Linked DNA regions of Mus musculus: region 1 is linked to region 2. The links are chromatin contacts, called in public HiChIP or PLAC-seq maps. All regions are on one chromosome and are shown on one strand. The core of a region is the stretch at or near the end of the contact, and the rest is flanking DNA. Distances in the headings are between cores, read along the strand shown.

Evidence for each region. HiChIP or PLAC-seq counts read pairs in DNA pulled down with a chosen protein or histone mark.
Region 1: a contact with region 2 is called in an H3K27ac HiChIP or PLAC-seq map of hepatocytes, with 2.3 times the contacts expected there. The contact joins the enhancer-like site here to the promoter of Rbm47 in region 2. A contact is called at or near these places in 5 of 39 promoter capture datasets (the 3T3-L1 cell line, 3T3-L1-derived adipocytes, liver and 2 more), 1 of 15 datasets of contacts at CTCF or cohesin (CD8 T cells), 49 of 484 Hi-C or Micro-C datasets (the AML12 cell line, B cells, the C2C12 cell line and 29 more), 20 of 115 datasets of contacts at active chromatin or transcription factors (the HPC-7 cell line, T-cell acute lymphoblastic leukemia, bone marrow-derived dendritic cells and 13 more) and 5 of 9 other capture datasets (adipose tissue, bone marrow-derived macrophages, liver and 2 more).

Annotation. Positions count from the first base shown.
Region 1 is chr5:66,088,968-66,095,445 of GRCm38.p6, reverse strand. The region is part of intron 3 of Rbm47 (RNA binding motif protein 47); the gene reads left to right. Among named protein-coding and RNA genes, the nearest start is that of Gm26725, 59 kb to the left of the region's middle. Within about 2 kb of position 5,110, at least 107 of the 459 cell types and tissues checked have an H3K27ac peak or open chromatin away from gene starts, as enhancers often do. A contact at or near this core is called in 3T3-L1-derived adipocytes, the AML12 cell line, the C2C12 cell line and 16 more, where this site is marked.
Region 2 is chr5:66,147,826-66,154,686 of GRCm38.p6, reverse strand. It overlaps Rbm47 (RNA binding motif protein 47), which reads left to right and starts at 2,733. Exons shown (of 8, transcript NM_001127382.2): 1 at 2,733-2,832; 2 at 2,986-3,148. Gm26725 (a long non-coding RNA gene) reads right to left here and starts at 3,683. Exons shown (of 5, transcript XR_001785070.2): 1 at 3,214-3,683; 2 at 1,669-1,715.

The DNA.
Region 1 (6,478 bases), core at 3,861-6,360, 62 kb after region 2:
AGTTCTCAGAAGCAGTTCTCCACACACCCCTAAACGTTGCTGGAGAACAAGTTTTCGGAAACAGCTCTCTCCTCTTCTCATTCCGAGAAGGCAGCTGGAGGTGAGGGCCTTGGAGTTACACAACTGCTTAGCCTGTGTGAGGGAAACTGGCGAGGGGCAAAGACAACCAAAGGTCAGACAGATAAGACGAGCAGAATGTCTTTTCTTTAGTCATGCACTGGCAGGGTCCTGTCACAAAATGACCCTGGCTTGCTCAAAACAATCCAAGGAGTTCTAGAAGCAGCTCTTTGTCTTCTGGCTTAAACAGAATACTTCTTTCCTTTTCTTTTCTTTTCCTTTCTTTTCTTTTCTTTTCTTTTCTTTTCTTTTCTTTTCTTTTCCTTTCCTTTCCTTTCCTTTCCTTTCCTTTCCTTTCCTTTCCTTTCTTTTCCTTTCTTTTCTTTCCTTTCCTTTTCTTTTCTTTTCTTTTCTTTTCTTTTCTTTTCTTTTCTTTTCTTTTCTTTTCTTTTTCCATTTTGGTTTTTTCAAGATAGGGTTTCTCTGTGTAGCCCTGGCTGTCCTGGAACTCACTCTGTACACCAGGCTGGCTTCGAACTCAGAAATCCACCTGCCTCTGCCTCCCAAGTGCTGGGATTAAAGGCGTGCGCCACCACTGCCCGGCTTCTTCTTCTTCTTCTTCTTCTTCTTCTTCTTCTTCTTCTTCTTCTTCTTCTTCTTCTTCTTCTTCTTCTTCTTCTTTTAAATTAATTTATTTATTATATGTAAGTACATAGCTGTTTTCAGTCACACCAGAGGAGGGCATCTGATCGCATTACAGATGGTTGTGAGCCATCATGTGGTTGCTGGGATTTGAACTCAGGACCTCTGGAAAAGCAGTCAGTGCTCTTAACCGCTGAGCCAACTCTCCAGCTCTCACTCTGGCTGAATAGTTGTTTTCTAAATACACATTAGTAATATTTACTATATACAGTGAAGCATTAGCACATAGAAAGTGAGGAAGAGAGTCAGAGTTCAGCTTGAAACCTGCCCAAGGCTGCTGTAGGAAAGATTCTAGGGACTACACATGAAGGCAATTAAAAAAAAAAAATCCCAGTACAACAAGGTCTCCACAGCAGATTCCAAGAATGAAACTGCAGTTAATAGGAAATAACGACATTAATATTAACAGCTCCACCAAATAAAAATTAATGTTGTTCATACTACAGTTCTTTGGGTAAGGATGTAACTCTATTGGCAAAGTGCTTGCTTGGCACAAATGAAGCCCTAGGTTCCATCCTGTGGTGGTTTGAATAGGAATGGCCCCCAAAGACTCAGGTCTTGGGACTGCTTGGTCATAGGGAGTGGCACTAGGAGGAGGTGTGGCCTTGTTGGAGGAAGTGTGTCACTGTGGGGGCAGGCTTTGTGTCTCCTATACTCAAACTGCACTCATTGTGGTCCGTAGTCTCCAGCTGCCTGCTGGTCAAGATGTAGCACTTTCAGCTCCTTCTCTAACACCATGTCTGCTGTGTGCCTCCATGCTTCCTGACATGACAATAATGAACTGTCCCTCAAAAACTGTAAGCCAGCCCAATTAAATGTTGCCCTTTATAAGAATTGCCATGGTCATGGTGTCTCTTCACAGCAATAAAACCCTAGCTAAGACACATCCCTAACATCTCCTAGAACTGGATGTGGTGGTACGTTGTCTATAATCCCAGCACTTGAATGGTGGAAGCAAGAGAATCAGAAGTCCAGTGTCATCCTCGGCTACATATGGAGTTCGAAACCAGCCTGGGCATATAATATAGATCATATATTGTTATCCACAAAAGTGCCCTAGCTTCCATAGTTCATCAGGCCACCTCTTTCTTCCAATTGAGATAACTCATTTTCAAAGTGAAAAAGGTAGAAAGGTAGACATGAGTCATGGTTTAGCCAACAATGTGGCAGACAAGTGGGTGTTTGCCTATAACGGAGGTCTGTCTACTACAAGGAAGAGGTTTACTCCAACCCTGCACAAGGAAAACGAGAACTGGGCACCAACAACGTGTGTTCTTTGGCAGAATAGGGGCTCAGTGGTGGCTCCATGCTTTGTAAACGGTATTTAATGGCTTGGAAGGTAGGAAACTACTCCCAAGTTCTGAGGCTGAGTTATTCGGTTAAGGTCACCAGGAAACCTTTAGGCATCTTTTGTAGGTGACATTGAAATGTTAACTAAGTGGCGGAGAAGTTGCTTAGAATATACCAGGCTCTGGGTTCAAGCCCCACCACCACAAATGTCAGTCCTGAAGCTACCAAGAACCGTGTGTGTCTTCCAGCCAGTCAGTAGATGTGCATTGAAGTCAAGGCTTCCTGCAAGGCTTTATTACGTTAATCAAAAACGGATTGCTCCCAGATGTGTATGTAGCTGCTACACCAAGGACAGACAAACAGAACATGTGACCCTCACCTGAGCTATACCCAATGGTGTCTGCTGGAATCAGATGCTTAAAAAAAAAAAAAGACAGCAACGAAACAGCCACATGGATTTCATCCAGAATGACAAACTTCAGGATTTAGAGATAGATAAGGAGATAAGGTATTGTTGAATCGGAGACCAAAGTCATCAACGTCCAAGGCACTCCTGAAGCAGAGAGTAAGGGGTCGGCCTCAGGTGCCTGGCAAGAATGGCTGTTCCACCCAGGCGGTCTTTAGACCTAGCACTGTTGGTGCTGAGTGCTTTCCTCTCCACATATGTAGATAATCACCAAGTGATTAACTGTCCAAGTCCTGAAGCATTGGAGTTGGAAGGCACCCCAGAGATGGTGAGACTGAAACCAGTATTCATTGAGCGTTTAATATGTGCTAACACAAGATATATACTTATATATACATGTATATAAAAATGTTTATATACATATATGTGCACATACTTATACTTACACTTAGCTAGAGTCATCCTATATTTATAATAATTCCACCAAGAGTGTTAGGAACCTGGTCAATGCTGGCATGTGCCTGTAAGGAGAGTACTAGGGATCTGGAGGCAGGAGGACTAGGAATCCAAAGCCTGCCTGAGCTATGCGGTGGGACCACATCGCAGCAAAACAAAATAAACAAACACCAGTTTGCTGGCATCTATCTGTGATTCCAATACTCTGAGGGTGGAGGCAGGTGAATCAGGAGTTCATGGCCAGCCTTGGCTACTTAAGATTTTAAGACCAGCCTGAGCTCTATGAAACCCTGTTTTAAGTCCTCTTCAAAAAACATTTTTCAACAATGAATTCCAGGAATATACTCAAAGCACATACCAAGGGTAACTGGAAACCAGAGAGTGTACTTTCCTGCCACTTGCTCTTCAGAGGGTTGAGGGACCATCAGAAAGGGCATCCATCCTTTGGACATTCCAGCCAGAATCCATAGGTGTCCTCTAATGTCAGTGGAAATAACAAACTGTGTTATATGTGACAGAGCCTAGACCCTGAAATATAAATGAGATAGCTAGAGTCCAGGCAAACTTAATTCACACAGTAAGTTTGAGGCCAGCCTGGGGTCTCTATGACAGTCTCAAAAAACCATATCTTCGGGCTGAAGAGATGGCTCAGCGGTTAAGAGTACTGACTGCTCTTCCAGAGGTCCTGAGTTCAATACCCAGCAACCACATGGTGGCTCACAACCATCTGTAATGGGGTCCAATGCTGTCTTCCGGTGTAACTGAAGACAGTTATAGTGTACTCATATAAATAAAATAAATAAATTGGAAAAAAATTTAGGAGGGAGGTTAACACCTTTGTGTAGAATAGCTCATTGATTCTAAAATTAAGAAACTAAGGCCAGGACCCAATGGACTAGCCAAGCTTTGAGCTTAGGTCTTTTGATGCTGTAATCACCCTCCTAGCCCAATGTATCGTTTTAGACTCACATTGCTACAGTAGCCAGGAAAGAGGAAAAAACTGAAAGAGGATGTATCTAAATGTCAATATATGGTGAGTGTAGATGGTAGTCCTCTGGCCTATAGAAGTGTATGTGTGTGTGTGTGTGTGTGAGTGTGTGTGTGTGTGTGTGTGTGTGTGTGTGTGTGTGTGTGTGTGATTTGATTTATCATCAGTGTGCCTGTGTGCACGGGTGAGTGAGGTCCATGGGAGGTTGTTCAGTCCCCTCTCGTTTACTTTCCACCTTCTTCTTTGGAGACAGAAACTGAAGCTTGGGATCTAACTAGGCTGTCAGTCGGCAAGTCCCAGTGGTCCCCCTGTCTCTGGCCCACACAGTACTGGGGTTAACCAGCACAACCCTGGTCTTCATGCTTGTCCATCAAACACTCACAACTACTGAGCCATCTTCCTAGCCTCCTGACTTGTTGTTGATATATACACACACATGCATATACATATATACATACACACATATATAATATAATGTGTGTATATGCTTATGTACACATGTGCACACATGTGTGAGTCACGGTGTGCATTTAGAGTTAACATGTGGTGGTTTTTATCTTCTATTTTGAGACAGGATTTGTTTGCTGACCCTCAAGCTTCTGGGAACTCTTTTGTCCTGCCCCATATGACTGTAGGAGTTCTGGGGTTCTAGAGAGTGTTTCTGTGTCCAGCTTTACCCAGGTTATCAGGATTTGAACTCAGGTTCTAACTTTTGTGTGTGTGGCAAACCCTTCATCCACTGAACTATCTCCCCAGCCTGTATTATATTTTTGGTGGGGTGGGAGAAAAGGAAGGAAATTATGTAAGAGAAACTGGGTGGCCTGCAAATCCCTAAAATAGTTACCATTTGCCTCTTAGCAGAGAAAGCATTTGCTATGACTTGGACTACATTGTTACCCTTATTTGCTATTGTGGTTGTTCAAATTTTGACACAATGTTTCATTATGTAGAGCTTGAAACTCATTATGTAGCCCTGGTTAGCCTCAAACTTGTCACATTACCACACTAAACTAATACTGACCACTTTCCAGGACAGGTCTATATTGGGGGTGTGGGGGGGGGGCACAAGGACAACGAGGCTAGCACACAGTTAAAGCTCTGTGTTCTCTGTGCGTTAGACAATACTGACAGCAGACAAAGGCAAGCAGCCTGGCTGGTGAGAACAGGACCACGGGGACCTGCCACCTCTGTATGTGAAGACTGGGAAGCAGGCTGGGTCTGCAAAGTGAGGCCAGAGGCTGTCCTTGTGCTCTTGGCTTGAGAATTTGATGAGTCACAGTTTCTGGCAGCCCCAAGAATCGAATCTGAAGGCACATTGAAGGTGAAAGATGAGAAATAGCCCGTGGTTGTAGCAAGCCACCGTCTGTCCCAAGCCTTTCGACACTGGAAGGTCTGGATTGAGCGAACAGATAGGGGCCTCTCTGAGGAGGCAAGGCACAGGGCCGTCCTGAGCTAGGGTCTGCACTCAGGGAGCAGCACTGCCAGTCTGGCCCAGACGGCTTCTCTTAATGACTTGGACTTTTCTTCTCTCTGGTGCCTTGAGTCCCCTCTGGTACCAGTAAGCCAGATGTCCAGAGCCCTTGGCTGTCCCCAAACTGCTTTGTCCCTAAACCTGCTCTCTCCTGTGGTACCAAGTGTCCCCATTTAAAACGTTCTTCTTCATTAAGACTCCAGTTTGGGCCTCTGCTCACCATCACCTTTTTTTCTCTCATCTTTGCCGCATCCACTAAAGTTCTGTGTACACAACTACTGTTAGCGTAATCTGACCTGCCGTACCTCTGATAAAACTCCACAGTCAGGATAAGCCAAAGAGGGGGGTGGGGGGAGAGGGAGAGAGAGAGGGGGAGAGAGGGAGAGAGAGAGAGAAGAAACAGAAAAAGACAGGAAGGGAGAGAGGGAAGAAAACACAGGCAGGAGGATAGAAGGAGGAAGGAAAGACAGGTGCAATGGAAGGGCCAGACAGTGCTCAGTACTTAAGAGCCTGTTGCTCTTGTAGAGGACCCGGGTTCGGGTCCCAGCACCCACATGGTAGGTAGCTCACAACCACTTCAGTTCTAGAAGATCTGACATCTTTTTCTGACCTCGTTAGGTACCATACCTACATGTAGGCAAAATGCTCCTATGCATAAAACAAGCCTGAGAGAAAGAAAAAGAGAAAGAAAAGGAAAAAGAAAAAGAAAAAGAAAAAAAAAAGAAAGTTGACTTGCCTTTGCTAAAGGAAATCTTTCCCAAGTGAAAGAGGGGGTGTCTTTCCCTGGTTGCTGTTTTCTGTATTATAGTGATTGGTAATGGGAGGTAGCCCTCTCTTCTTGGCTGTTGGTCAATCTATTTTTTTTGGATTTTGCTGATCATGTAACAGTAGCGTGTATATCTTTCTCCTCTTACTGGATCATTAAAAAACAAAACAAACAAACAAAAAACCAAACCTTCCCCTAATTTGTTTGCTATGGAGTCCAAGATTATTAAGTATACCCAGGGGACGGGGCCATGCTGATGTGGAAACAGGACTTTGGTTTATAACAATGCTCCTGCTTGCTTTGGTTTGCCTGTACCAATTTGGAAAAATTCCCAACTCACCC
Region 2 (6,861 bases), core at 1,484-3,983:
GTGTCACCACAGAAGCACATGGGTTTCAGTGTGTTCTAACTCAGGTTCCCACACGGGTGCAACAAGTGTTAGCCACTGAGCCATCTCCCCAGCCCAAGATTCAAACCTTCCTGTTCTTTGTACTGATTCTGGAACACTACCTCAGAGGCAGGATGGGACAGAGGCAGAAAGTCCAAGTCATGGGGCTCAAGGGCTAATGTGACTCGGAGTAGGATGTTGTGGGCATGAGGGCCATCCACAAAACAGAAATAACTAAAGCTTGTTTTATTTTTCCATAGTCTGCATTGTGTTGTTTTGGTTTTGAGACAGTTTTCCTTGTATAGCTTTGGCTGTCTTAGAACTTGCTCTTGTAGACCAGGCTGGCTTCAAGCTCACCAAGATCTGCCTGCCTCTGCCTCCCGAGTCCTGGGGTTACAGTACCTAAGCCATCACCAGGCTCATCCATCACCTGCCATTTAAAAAGTTTATTTAGCCAGGTGTGGTTGCACTGGAGCAGGAAGGTAGCTTAAGCACTTATGTTCAAGAGCAGCCTGGGTGCCATTGGTGCAATGCAGTCTCTAAAAAAAAATCTGAGTTATCTTTGCCATACTTATAGGGAGAGGAGTAGAAAGTAGGGAAAATAATCACATGTTTTACTTGACCAGCCTGGGCTATATGGAATCTTGTCTTAATCCCCCTTTCACCCCTTTTACACTTCCTAAAAACCAACTCACAAAAGAATCATACTCACTTGGAAGCTGGGTGTATCAGTGCGTGCGTGCGTGCGTGCGTGCGTGCGTGCGTGCGTGCGTGCGTGCGTGTGTGTGTGTGTGTGTGTGTGTGTGTGTGCAATCCCATCACTGGGAACTGAAGCAGGAGGATAGCAAGTTCACACAACAGCCTGGGATGCGGTGCTACAGTGTTATGCAAACGAGCCACAATAGCACAGCAGTTTACTGTATCAATGAGCAGACAGGAAAAGTGCAGGCAGCAGTTGAGCACTTGAGGCAAAGGAGCAGACTCGGAAGCACACAGGAAGACTTGCTTCCTGGAGCCTGTGCCTTTCTCAGGGGCTCAGTTCCCAGGTGCAGCTAGCACTACATCACAGGGCTTCTACACATTTGCATTCATTCGAGGCCAAGGCTCAACAACTGAGCTGCACCTCTTTCATCTTCCCTCCCTTCCTCTCCTTCCCTCCCTTTCTTCGCTGTTGACTTTGTTGCTGACTTTAACAGACCCCGTTGCTCTAATCTCTGTGGTCCTCTCATCTCAAGGCTGGGCCCAGAGCTTCCTATGGAAAAACCTATCTTGAAGCACAGAGCTGTGCCTCCTGTAGCTCAGAAAGTCTCTTGGAAACTGGTTTCGAAGCCTTTTTTACAGCTGCGGAGTCTTGGTGGCTAACTAACTGTATCAACCCCTAGAACAGTTCGGAACTGGGAGTTTTCTACAGTCTGCGATTCTCAGTACATGTGTGCACCTATCGACAAAGTCTTGATTCTGAATTCAGAACATGGTTAAACTGGCCTGGCTTGACTTTTGCTGCCTAAAAGATAAAAGATCGAAGATCAAAAGGATGGAGAACTTCAGAATTCCTGGCTGGCTTCAGGAATTACTTTTACTAATGGTGGTAAGATCTGACTTTTCGATTAGACTGGAAAGGTCGGCACTCGGGAAAGTTGGCCTGCTTACCTAACCTCTGTACGGACAGTGTCTTCACCTCCAGACCTGAGGCAGACCTGAGGATCAGATTAAGGAAATGGGTGAAAGGGTTCCTGAGTAAGAAAGACCTCAATATAAAGAGATTAGGATTTCTTCATTTATATGTCAAGTTAAAAGGAACATAAATACCCCCTCTACCCTCCACTATTACTATGGATGATATCTATGAGTTTTCAAAGCCTCCACCACACCCCACACGCCCCACATTCACAGATCTTCAAACTGCATGGTTCACTGTTATCTAGCACTGACTTTTTGTTTTTGTTTTGTTTTGTTTTGTTTTTGTTTTTGTTTTTTTTTTTTTTTTGAGACAGGGTTTCTCTGTGTAGCCCTGGCTGTCCCGGAACTCACTCTGTAGACCAGGCTGGCCTCGAAATCAGAAATCTGCCTGCCTCTGCCTCCCAAGTGCTGGGATTGGGATTAAAGGCGTGCTCACCACCGCCCCGCTAGCACTGACTTTTAACCTATGGAGTAACTTGCAGGGTGGCAGGTCAGGTCTAGTGCCTAAATCTGAGTCAGAATTACGCGCGTGACACAGACGTTGGATTTGCACTTCATGGAAGGCAGGGCCAACTTCTCTCCACTTCCCTTGAAACTTGTACACGAGTCGAAAATCAGTTGCACACCCCTTCACAAAGACTTCGTCTTTCCTTCTCCTTGAAACTGTCCACAGTGAAAGCAAAACTCCCATCCTTAGAATCTTCCAGAAACTCAGAGCTGGAGGGTAATTAACTTGCTCACAGATAGTGAGGGCAGAGTTGGGTCTGGAGCCTCCTTCTAACATCCATTGCACGTTTTTCTACGGGGGGGGGGCGGATTATACATAATAATAGTATCACTAACAACAGTGGCTAACGCTATATGCCGATATTCTATCAGCTTCCATTTAACTAGATGGGGGGGGTAGTTTTGGGTCCTTCTTTTAATTAAAGTAGCCTACTGTGAAACAGTATTTTTTTTTTCAGTTGCATGACATTGCAACCCGAAATCACAACTTTAGGTTCCTTGTGGTGCCCGCTTCCTCTTCTAGTTTGTTTAGTCACAGAATTCGATTCCTGTTGGCTGTTTCCGCGCTGCAAACAGGCTTAGCGCTCCATTGAAATGCGGGAGGCTCCTTAATTCTTGTATAAACAGGTAACCCGAGGGGTGGGGCGGGGGCCGCGGCCCTAGGGTGGGTTTCCTGGGAGTGGGGATGGGGGTCAGACTTAGTTCCCCTGTGATCAGAGGCAAGGTTAAAGGAGGGCTTGGCTGAGGTTTCTCCTTGCACTGTTTTTGTTCCCTTTCTAGAAACCAGCTGTAACACTAGGTCAGAGCGCATTCAGAATGAGCCACTTTGAACGAGCAGCGGCGCCCAGGCCCCAGGCCCTGCTGTGAAGGCTCCGGCAAAGGTCAGAGCTCCGGCCCCCCGTGACGTGCCTGCCTGTGCTCTCCGAGCTATGCTCAGCCTCAGGTAAGAACAGCCCAGGAGGTCCTGGCTTCCTGCAGGCCCGCGGCGGGGCTCGTCTGCCGCCCTACCTGCTCCAGCGCCTTCCTGCCCCGCAAGGCCGGGGGCGGTGGCACTGCTCACCCCGGGAGTCAGGCGCAGGGTCCTTAGTCCTTGGTGCAGGCTCAGGGTGGCTTACTCTAAACAGCCATAGGCGGCCGGAAGCCACTCTTCTAGATGTCCCCAGGTGGGGCAGGTGCCACTTCTGGGGTCCCTTCTGAATGTCTGAAATGGATGTGACTTTTTGAGCGGCCAAAGTTCGTAAATCCTCCGCATCGGGGCCAGTCCGATATGATTTTTTTTTTTTTTTAAACCTTCAGCTAAGGTATCCGCGCTTCTAAAACAACAGGAATGTTGCACTGGCCTTCGGCCAGCGGAGGCTCAGCGAGCAGGATAAAATTTCAGTGCAGATTTACGGGAAGTTGCCGGTGTTGGGAGTAAAAATCTGGTTTGGTGAGTTTAAGGGAAGGGAGTATACGAGACAACCTTGCTACTGTGAGGCGAATGGCCTCGTCTGGGGGAGGGCAGGAGGCGGAGGGAGGGAACCGGGAAGAGCAGGGATTGCAGAGGCACCGATTGCAGCCGGACTCCGCCGCGCTCCGCGGGATCCGACCCTGTGCCGCTCCGCCCGGGCCACAGCCGCACCGCAGCCGGCTCGTACGACCCAGCCCAGCCGGCCGCCGAGCGCCCGGACCCGGAGAAGCCAGGCTCTGGGCCGGGAAGACGTTTCTTACCGCAGGTCACTCAGGCTAAGAAATTGTGACAAACTGGAATTCCCAGAACCCGGGAAGAGTTAAAGCCTAGAGCGATCTGATCTGTTGCTTTAAGCCGCACGGTGGGAAGTAGTTTGGAGACTCTTTAATTTAGTTTTCTATTTAAAAGTGTGCGGCCAGCGAAGATGTTGTAGGTGACTTCCTAGCCTTGTAGATTGCTACCGGGCTGTGAATGGTATTAATTTCTGAAGTGAGCGACGCCAAGTACTTACGGAAGGTAAGGTGGACTTTTGGCAGTTCTGACTACTGTCCCCATAGAGTCCTGACTTTTGGGAAAAAACAAACAAACAACATCTTTCTCTCTCTATTTCTTTCCCCCTTAGTATTAATCTCTCATTTGATCGTCTTCCTTCTTTAGTGGGAAGTTAAAGGGTTTATAAAAAGATTTTTTTTTTTAAAGCTTCAGCTTTTGGAGAGCAGATAATCCTATGGTCAGCCGCATCTTGTTTCCTGCAGACTTGAGTCTTTTTCCGTGTGTGTGTGTGTGTGTGTGTGTGTGTGTGTGTGTATAGTTGAAAAAAACGTAATTGGTCTTTTTTGAGGCACAGGTGACTAGATGCGGATTATTAGCTTGAGATTTCGGAGTTTTTGGTGACGGGCGTCTCGCTTGAGTGTTAACTGGAGCAGAGCGGGGGGGGGGGGGGGGGGGGGGGCTTCCTGCAGACATTTATCTCTGAAGGCCACCCTCGGGGAAGCTTAGTTGTTGTTTCCAGCGGAGAATTCAATCTGGAGACAAGAGTAGAGTCTACCAAATATAACATCTGATATGCCTGCAGTCACTGGGTGGCTAAGAAATCAGTCAAAATGAATGGAAATGGAAAATTTCAGATAAAGGACTCTCTGTTTTAATTAGGTAAAAGTTGACAACACTCTAAGACTGTCCTAAGGCACTTAGGGATGTGGCTTCCTTATTAAGTCTTATCAAACTGATGAAAAGATATTCTCTAGGTACTTACAAGCTATTTTTGACTTGCTTTTATTTTCTCCATTACTTATGGGAGCTAAAAGTCGAACTTTTCTCCCCTCCGGTTTGTGTGATAGTGACTCACTTAGGAGTTTCCTTAGGAGGACTGCAAATCAAAACTGTTCTTCAAGCTGCTGAGGTGGCTGGCCACCAAACTTGAGGACCTGAGTTCTAGCCTTCCCTCACCGTGGTGGAAGGAGAAAACAATCCTCTAAGTCGTCCATGGACTTAATTAATTAATTAATCAATCAGTTAATTAAAAACTCAGGCTTAGGTCAGGCAAGGTGGAACGTGCCTTTTAATCTACAAGTAAAAGGCCAAAGCAGGGGATTGGAGGGTCCAGGGCAACTGGAAAGCTGGGTTTGGTGGCTCATACCTTTAACTCCAGTCCTTGAAAGGTAGGATAGGAGGAACCAAAGGGAGGGGAGGAGGAGTTCAAGGCCAGCCTGGTCCACAAGGCAAGTTCCAGGCCAGCAAAGGGCTGCACACTGAGACTTTGCCAAAACAAAAAACAAACAAACACACAAGATAGATAGATAGTAACTGAATGGTAAGTGAGAGTCTTACTGTGGAGTCAGACTAAGGAACACAAAGGGTGGAACAACCTGCAGGGGTAGAAGTTTTGATCACCAAACGGTGGTCATTAGATCAGAAGTGTTTGAGACTGAGAATTGCAGAAGCCACAGCCAACTGGCAAAAGTTGCCAGTAGGGAACACAGCCTCTAGATGGACCAAAGCCCTCAGCCAAAAGGAGAAGGTAGCATTTTGTGGGGTTCAGGCTGCCATTCAGTTACACAGTACTCCCTCAGGACCCTATGTGATGACTTCGGGGGTGGTGCCCACAAAACACAGCTGTCTGAGGGAAACTGGAGGAAGAGGGGAGGGATAGCCTGGGTATTTTTCATGTCCACCTTGACCTTCCCCTTGTTCTGATGGAGACGCTGGAGGCCTCTAACTTTGCAGGGAGCAACATCCTGGGAGAACGGAGAATCAAAAATTTCATTTGTGCCAGCTTCATGATTCACTTTAAAGGAAGACAGGCTGGCGTAGCAAAGCCTCCTGACTACCTTTATCTGACTGGATAGGATGCACTATGTCTTCAGTGTTTGTAGTGCTGGGTTCAAGCGAGCTCCAGTGCCACAGAGGAGAGTGCTGTCATCTGTCCCTGCCTAGGGATTAAACTCAGGGCGAAGATAGATCCTGCTAGGCGAGTGCCTTGTCACTACACTCCCAGAACTCCCAGTGTCATCATATTTATTGACATCGTCTAGGCTGGCCTAAAACCTGTGAACCTCCTGCTACACTAGGTTTTCTGAGTAGCTGGACTTAACAACTGTGTAAGTGCTAGCAAATGCTTTGTTTTGAAATCCAAATTCTTAAACAGACTGCTTTTTCTGTCCCTTATTGCCTTTCAGAACTGTCTAGGATTTAAAATTAAGCGACATTATTTTATGGCCATCTCCATTGATTTTTTTTTTTTTAAAGACATTATCATTTTTATTATCATTAGTGCTATTTTGGTTTTTCGAGTCAGGGTTTCTCTGTGTAGCCCTGTCTATCTGTTCTGGAACTCACTCTGTAGACCAGGCTGGCCTCAACCACTCTGGATCAGGCCTGCCTCTGCTTTCTGAGTGCTGGGATTAAAGGTGTCTGCCAGCACGACCCACCCGGCTAAGACTTTACTTTTTATAATTAAAATTTTTTTACGTACCTGAGTTTTTGCCTGGGTGTCTGTGCACTGTGTGTGTGTGTGTGTGTGTGTGTGTGTGTGTGTGTGTGTGTATGGTGCCTTCAAGGCCAGAAGGAGTTACAGAACTAGAATTACAGAAGGTTGTGAGCCCACATGGGTATAGGGAATTGAACCCGAGTTCTCTAGAAGAGCAGTCAGTGCTCTTAACCACTGAGCAATTTCCCCAGCCCCAAGACTTACATTACTTTTATTT